Linked DNA regions of Mus musculus: region 1 is linked to region 2. The links are chromatin contacts, called in public HiCAR-type maps. All regions are on one chromosome and are shown on one strand. Each heading gives the region's core, a stretch centred on a gene start, on an enhancer-like site or on the middle of the called end of the contact. The rest is flanking DNA. Distances are from core to core; before and after follow the strand shown.

Region 1 (4,038 bases), core at 247-2,746, 330 kb after region 2:
GTTGGGCTCAGAGGCCCCATCCCGACTCCAACCCATTAGCAGCTTCTGCCTCTACTCAGGAAAGCCTTGTGGATGCTCAACCCTGCTCACAGCTAACAGCAGGCATCCTGGGAGGGACTAGTTTTGCGCCCAGACATCCAGGTCCTCTGCACCCTTTGTCCAGAAATCTCTTCTCGGGCCTTTGTTCAAACTCCCCAAATGCCATGGGTGCTATAAAGACAGTTTTAGAAAAGTCGATTACAAAAAAAAAAAAGAAAACTTGATTACACCCACATGTCTGGGGACAGAAGGGAGGTGGCAGCATGAGCCCCAGCATGCCCAGTCTGGGCAGGAGGGCTGTTTCACTGACTGTATTCCTGGCATACAGGGAGGCCCAGAGCCACTAACTTCAATGTAGGCCCAGCACCCCACAGGACCACTCTGCACTCAAGGCTGCCTCTCTCCAGCCTACCTTGAGGCACAGTCTCTGTGAACTCCACTTCCTCATGGGAATCAATATAGGAATCATGAAGATGCCAGGGAACAAAACCCTTCACTCAAGGCCTGGCACACTGCCTGTGCCCAGCCATGGGTCAGTCTGCTGGGGACAAATCAGCCTGGGCTGTGAGCCCAGCTCCATGGTTTTCAGTTACTTAGCAACTTGGGGCAGGTGCCTGTCCCCCTTCCAACCTCAGTTTACCCCTTGTATTCTCCAAATACTCCCTCAGCCCATTGGTGTGGTATTCTATTCTGGGCCCTGGGCGGTTCCTCTCCTAACATTCCAGGCATTGCTGCTACTGTGTGACATATACACATACACACACATGCATGTGTACATACATATAACACATGTGCGTATGTGTAGACACATTACCAAAAAAAGACGATTACATACTTATAACACATGTGCATGTGTACATGCACATACACACACAAACATGTGTACACACACACAAACGTGTACACCAATAGGCACCCATACACACATGCATGTATACATACAGACACACAAACACACATGCACATAGCATGCGTACACATACAAGCACATGCATGTATACACACATACATACATATGTTCATACATACACACACATGCATGTATACATGCATACACACATGCATCCCTCTTCTGAGCCTCCCCTGTCACATTCTCCATCATAGGCCCATCCACAAACCCTTTTCAGTGTCCCCCGGGGACCGGCAGGTGGGAAATGTCATTTTGGATCCATTACTAGACCTCTAAGGCACTTGGGAACAATCAATTGCAAATTCAACTTCCATCTGAGAAGGAGGGGTCGGAGCACAGTCACCAAGGAGCCCTGGGCCTGTGCCCCAAGATGCAGGGTACAGCAGCCCCGGGGGCAGGACGGGGGCAGGTGCCACCACGCCATGTCTTTGGGTTTCCCTGCCTTGGCTGGTTTGAATAATTCATCGATGTTGAGTCTCCTGGGCACCACTGTGCTTGGTGAAAGCACGCCAGCCGCCGCTTGCCTGTTAAGAGGGCCCCCGCCTGCTGCCTTTTTCTGTTAATCAGGATTAATGAGTCAGTGAAGAAGCACACGGACCCTGGGCACAGACACTGGCAGCCAGCTCTCCGGGCACAGCAGGCCTCAGAAACAGCTCCCGCCTGGATGTCCTCGGGCAGTCTTCAGTGGCAGCCATCAGCCTGTGGATAACAAGCCCTCACCCAGCCTGCCAGACCCTAGGCCTCTCTGCTGGGCCCCTAGAGCTCTAGGGACAGGAAAGGAAGAGAGAGGGCCCCAGTGAATTGAGCTTGGCCCTGTGCCCTGGCAGCACGGATGGATAGGAGGGCAGGCTCTGCATCACACACAGTAGGGCCATGGAGACCCTCCCAGCCCTGAGCTGGTAAAGATTCTAAGATGCCAGCTTCCCATAAAAGACGGCTATGGAGACGCCAGAGCCCTCCCCTGTGCCTGGCTCCTTGACAGCTGTCACTCACGCAGAGTACAGGGTACAATGTCCTCTGCGTGTCGCTTGCTGACATGCCTTCCTTTCCAATCCCCTGCCTTGAAATGTTCAAACAAATGGACTCAGGTTACGCCACCAGTGTGTTAAGCGGCCTTGGGCAAGTAACTTAACGTCTCTGGGCCCCCATTACCTACCCAGGAAATGGAGGAAAGTTTGTTTTAAGTATTACTGAGCCAGATTTGGTGGCATAAACCTATGGTCATAGTCCTCAGGAGGCTGAGAAAGAAGAGGAGAATCACCAGCCAGCAGTTTGCTGAGTGCGGCCCAAGGCCAGCGTCTTTCCCAGTCGACAATGTCAAACACAGCTCCGCATGGCTCGTGCTGTCTGCTGCACCACCACTGTGTATGCCAGCGTGGTGGTGTGCAGAGCGGGGCCATGACACCTGGTGCTGGCTAACTGTGCCCTGTCACAGAGAGAGACCTATAGGGGAAGGGAACCAGGGTGTGGCAGATAGCAATACCACATCTATCAAATCCACCCTCAGAGCAAAGGCATGGAGCAAGGGTTTGATTTCCCATTTAAAGTCTGTAGTTGTTAGCTGTTTGTACTGTATCTTACCAAAGTGTCCTTCTGCACTGGATTGGAAATGTTTTACATGCCTACCAGTCCCTTAGCATAGCTAGCTTTGTCTGTGTGTATGGGGCAGGGTGTGTTGTGGATAAACTGGTGTGCACTGGAACCCAGGCACACAAACCCACTGGACTTTGGTTACAATGTTCTCTCTGACTCAAGGGCTGAGCTGGGACCTCAGAGTCTGTATTCACACATGGGCTGAGGTTGGCCCACATTCCATTGCCTGCCCTGCCTTGGTCTAACACAGCTCTACCACAAGAAAGTCTGCCTCCCAATTAACCCTGGGCAACGGAGACACCAGAGCCTCTAGACACATAGTTCGAACCCACACCCAAGCCAGAGGAAGGCTTAAGAGTCTCAGGCTCAATAGTATCCAACAGCCAATGCATAGACACCAGGCCCTGTGTGTGAGGCACTGGGATGCTCTGCCCTTGAAGGCACACATTTGGACTCTTCCCACATCTGAGCATAAGGCCAGGCAGAGTCAGGGTTCCACACACAGCAACATTGTTTCTCACACAGTTATACTTGGTCCTCGAGGCAAGTCTTCATGATAGAGGTGTAGCTGCTAGCTACTGCTGTGTAACAAAATGACCCAGTATCTGGCAGTATTAAGCAACATCTGTTTACTCATTGTCACTCACTAGTACATGGCTAATTAGTACTCAGTGGCTTTTCTGAGTGCCAAGAGTCTAGACTGTCTGGGTGGGCCACTATATCTGAGATTGGCTAGAAGGTCTGGATGGTCTGGGGCCAGCTAGAAGTGGGAAGTTTGAGAGGGGCCTTGGATGACTAACTCACATCTGTGTCATGTGGTTCCCAGTCTCCAGCAGGCAAGAATGTGTGGCAGGAACCACAGGGAAAGAAGGAGTTTGTGAAGCATCAAGGGGTATAGGCTCAGGACAGACAATCTGCCATTTCTGCCTCATTCCTGTGAGTATAGGTGCGCACGGATATACATGTATGTGCACATGCATGCAGAACACAACCTCAGGTGTGTTCCTCAGGACCACTTCCCTTGGTTTGTGAGACAGGGTCTCTTGTTGGCCTGGAGCTTACCAAGTAGCTAGGCCAAATAACCAGCAAACTCTAGGAATCTTCCTGTCTCTGCTGCCCCAGCACTGGGCGGGCGGGGTGGGGGGGGGGAGCACAAGTACACATCACCAGCTATTTATATCAGTTCTGGGCACCAAACTCAGGTCCCCATACTTATATGGAAGTGCTTTTACAGACTGAGCCACATTCCCAGCCCTATTTATGACACATTTTACTGCCAGAGTGTCACAAAGACATCCCATAATCAGGAAATAAGGGAATGAATTCCACTTCGTGGGGGAGTGGGTAGAGCTGCACATCCCAGAGGGAATTGCGAAGACAGACAAGGATGCATCTGGTCATCACAAGCTCTTTCTAGATGAGAACCCCGAGGGTCAGAGGTGTTCAGAGACTTGCCAGAGGTCTTACAGTAGTGGTCTAAGGTCCTGCGTCTGCTC
Region 2 (4,003 bases), core at 603-3,102:
CATCTATCTCTATCATCTACCTATGTATTTGCCTATCAATCTATCAACCTATCAATCATCTATCTATGTATCTATCAACATACCATCTATTTATCTAATCTATCATAATGTATCTATTTATCTATTATCTATCTATGAATCCCTCTATCAATCTGTCATCTATCTAATCTATCATCTATCTACCATCTCTTCACCTATTATCTAGCTATCTATCCATCTATCCATTTGTCTGTGTCCACTCATCCATCCATCCATCCATCCACTCCAGAACAAGCCTGTCCTGTCTTCTGGTTCCCAGGGAATCCTGCTGTGTGTTCTCACGTGGCTCACTGTTTCTCTGAACTCCAATTCTCTCAGTATAGGTGAAGCTTGGAAACACTTCTACACACCAGGGCAGCGTGAATGTCTGTTAAAGACTGGCCGATATGTTATATCTCTAGACAGATAGTGTGAGTCTAAGTCTGAATCAGTAGAGGAAGGGGACCAGGACTCTGCCTTGCACCCACAGAAGATTCCAAAGTTTCTTTCCTCCAACATAGTGGGTTCCTGGTTCTAGTGGCTTGGAAGGTGGTGGGGTATCCTCCCCATGATGGACACATTTATACTGTGCCTTCCCACCGACCCCGGGGCTTCCCCAGCGGGCGTCACCTCCTACTTACACCCATGGATGGTCCTTATGGGTCCTTATACTTTGTTCTTCTCCATGTCCCAGCACCAGCACTCTCAGGGATGGGCTAGCACAGGGATATTCAACTAGGCCCCCAGACTGGCCCCTCTGATCTAATCCAAACCAAACCAGGAGAGCAAAACCCTTAGAGGCTGCACAGCCACGGCAGAGCCCTCGTATGGAGCTGCAGGCCTTTGGCCAGGCGCTCTGCCTTCCTTGCCTCCGATCATTCTGAGCCCTGAGAATGCTCTAGAGATGCCTTGGCTGTGCAGAACCTTTTGTAAATTGTCTCATTCCTAAGAGCCCTTCCTTCCTCAAGAGAGGGAGACAGGGGGAGAAAGGCAGAGGGAGAGAAGTGAGAGAAGAAAAGGAAGGAAGGGGTTTTTATCTGCAGCTTGAGCCTCTCCTTAGGATCAGAGTTTTGTGCACTGTTTGAATAAGGTCCACAGTTGAAGGTCACTAGCCATGCCTCTCCTGTGATGAGAGCCTGGCTTGGGAACCCAGTTCTGGCCTGTAACTCAGAGAAACCAGCTTTAAAAGCACGAGTCCAGGGTGGGATGCCTCCAGAGTATTGGCTGGAGGGACCCACTCAGGGACCCTCTCTCGGCAGAGGCAGCCTAGAGGGAGGAGAAGAGCAACAAGCCAGAGAAAGAGGCCAGGCTGGGGCTGGGACAGAGAGTCCTGAATCCCATCTCCAGGTGACTCAGTGCCTGCTTTTGACCTTGGCATTGACCTCAAGAGCCTTCTGCCAGCCTAGGATGTGCGTAGGAAGGTCTCCACACCCAGCTTTGGCTGGCCGCCTTCGGGCCAGGTCACCCGAGGCCAGGCTTGCCTCATCTCGGATTCTTTTCCTTCTCCACGCTGCTCTGTCCTGGCTGCTTTGCTCACTGCAAGTCAGCACCCGTCTGCCTTGGACTGGGTCATATTACAACCACAGCCGGGGCCCGGGGACCCAACCACGGTGTGCCAGAGCAGGTGGCTCGCCTGGGACCCTGAAGTGCACACAGCAAGGTCCACGTTCCTGAGTTTTGTACAAAATCGTCCACAGACTTTAGAATCCACCAGGACGCAGGAGTCAAGACAGCTGGCCTAATGCGACTTGAGCAGAGAAGCCCAGCCCTGCTCAAGACAGCCAGCCACAGGAAGTGACTGAGCCCAGGGCCTAGGCCAAGAGCCTTGGCAGGCCAGCTCTGCAGCCTGGGGAGTCACTGGGCTCCTCAAGTTACAGGAGCTGTTGTCATGGATACCAGTGGTTTTATGGTCTAGCAAGTGGAAACACAGGACACCCAGTTCCATTTGAGCGTCAGATCAACAGTGTAAGTCAACCCCTGGCCGTGCTTGGGAGACACTGATCCTAAGGGTCATTCTTTTCTTTTCTGGATTCTCACATACCAGGGTCCCTGGTGTTTGACCCATCAAACGATGGCCTCATTATTCTTGAAGGAAACCCCTTGAATGGAAGCATCCTCTCCCCTGTGATGTGCAGAGTCCCCAGATGTCAGGAACTCAGAGATCATTTCTCCTAGACTGTGAATGTTAGGTACCCAATACAGATGTCAGCAGTGTCTGTGATGTTGATAACAATTAATAACACTTGACACGGATGTTAGTGCTCATTCGCAGAGCGTCCGCTGTGCTCCAGACACACCCTTTGCTCAACTCTGTCACGTCTTCACTCAGGGACCCTGCGCATGGTGGCTGCATCCTGTCATCATGAACCAGGTTGTTCACAGGGCTCATTCGAGATAGATGCTACAGAGTGTGTGTCCCCCAACTGCCATGGTGGGGCGCTGTGCTGAGTGGCTTGTGAGGGTCACCTCATAAAGTGTCGACTGTTCTGTACACGGAAGTTATTCCTAGGTCATCGGGAGGTCTCTACTTTGAAAGTGGGGAAACTGAGTCTCAAGCTCGGGGACATCAATAGTCAGGAAGCTCAGATCCACAGAGAGAAGCTGGCTTCTGCCCGAGTTCCATACTCCTCTAGGCTTCTCCATCGGCCACATGGTAAGTTGGATCGAGGGTAGACAAGCTGGAGCTGTGCATGTCCCCAGCTGTGCCTAAGGGACCCTACTTCCCCTGAGAACAAAGCTATCACCAAGCCTGTCTCTGCTGCAGTTCATGTCCCAGCTGTGGCTCAGGGTCCCCCAATTCCCCTGCTACAGTGCATGTCCCAGCTGTGCCTCAGGGACCCCATGTTCCCTGCTGCAGTGCATGTCCCTAGATGTGCCTCAGGGTCCCCATGTCCCCTGCTGCAGTGTGTGTCCCCAGCTGTGTCTCAGGGTTCCCCCAATTCTCCTGCTGTAGTACATGTTCCCAGCTGTGTCTCATGGACCCCAGTTCCTCTGAGAACAGCATTATCACCAAGCCTGTCTCAGATGGGGTTGAGGTTTCCTCTGCACACAATAAAGGCCCTGGGACAAATGCTTTCCAGCGCCGATGGCTGGTGCAGTAGTGAGGAAGCTTAAAGGGCAGGGCTCTAGAGAGCTTAGAATAGTTTGTTTTTTTTTTTCATTGCTGTGAAGAAATATCCTACAAGAGCCATCAGAAGGAGAAGGGTTTTATTCTGTCCCCGATTGAGGACATCATGCCCATCAGGAAAGACAAGGCATGAGAAAGCAGACCACACATGGCATCCACAGTCACAAATGCTGGTACTCAGTTCAATTTCTTCTTTGTATCCAGGCCTGGATCCTAGCCCAGGGATGGTGGTTTTCACATTTAGAGTGTATCTCCCATCTCAGTTAACCTAACCTTAGAAATTCCGTCACAGACAGGCCCAGAGGTCTGACTCCTAGGTGATGCTGGAGACTGTCCATTCAACAACATTACCATTTTGGGGGCTGGAGAGATGGCTCAGTGGTTAAGAGCACTGACTACTCTTCCGAAGGTCCTGAGTTCAAATCCCGACAACAACATGATGGCTCACAACCATCCGTAATGAGATCTGATGCCCTCTTCTGGGGTGTCTGTAGACAGCTACAGTGTACTTACATATAATAAACAAACAAACAAACAAATGTATCTTTTAAAACAAACAAAAACACCATTACCATTTTAACCAACAGAGAGGGTTCTGTGACTTCCAGAGCTCTGTGACCTTGAACACACTCCCCAGCCCCTTGGCCCCACATCTTCTATCTCTGGAATGGGAATGATGTCAGTCTATAGGAGTATCTGAAGTCACTGTTGGGGCAGAGCTACAGAGAAGGATCTGGTGTGGGTGGCTTCTTTTCAAGGTGAATTCAGGATGCTGGAATCCAGGGCAGTGAGCGGCAGGAAATAAAGACCTGGTCCCTATGTTCAGGAACAGATGACTATGGCAGACACGGGGAGCTT

The links. HiCAR-type assays count read pairs that join an accessible place to other places.
Region 1: a contact with region 2 is called in a HiCAR-type map of astrocytes, with 2.9 times the contacts expected there. The contact joins two enhancer-like sites. A contact is called at or near these places in 4 of 484 Hi-C or Micro-C datasets (the 3T3-L1 cell line, 3T3-L1-derived adipocytes, embryonic fibroblasts and 1 more), 8 of 115 datasets of contacts at active chromatin or transcription factors (the NIH/3T3 cell line, T-cell acute lymphoblastic leukemia, astrocytes and 5 more) and 1 of 9 other capture datasets (embryonic stem cells).

Annotation. Positions count from the first base shown.
Region 1 is chr5:112,132,390-112,136,427 of GRCm38.p6, forward strand. No RefSeq gene overlaps it. Among named protein-coding and RNA genes, the nearest start is that of Gm30032, 13 kb to the left of the region's middle. Within about 2 kb of position 1,497, at least 54 of the 459 cell types and tissues checked have an H3K27ac peak or open chromatin away from gene starts, as enhancers often do. A contact at or near this core is called in astrocytes, where this site is marked.
Region 2 is chr5:111,798,344-111,802,346 of GRCm38.p6, forward strand. Gm36535 (a long non-coding RNA gene) reads left to right here. Exons shown (of 2, transcript XR_003955955.1): 2 at 2,528-4,003. Among named protein-coding and RNA genes, the nearest start is that of Gm36535, 7.0 kb to the left of the region's middle. Within about 2 kb of position 1,853, at least 175 of the 459 cell types and tissues checked have an H3K27ac peak or open chromatin away from gene starts, as enhancers often do. A contact at or near this core is called in astrocytes, where this site is marked.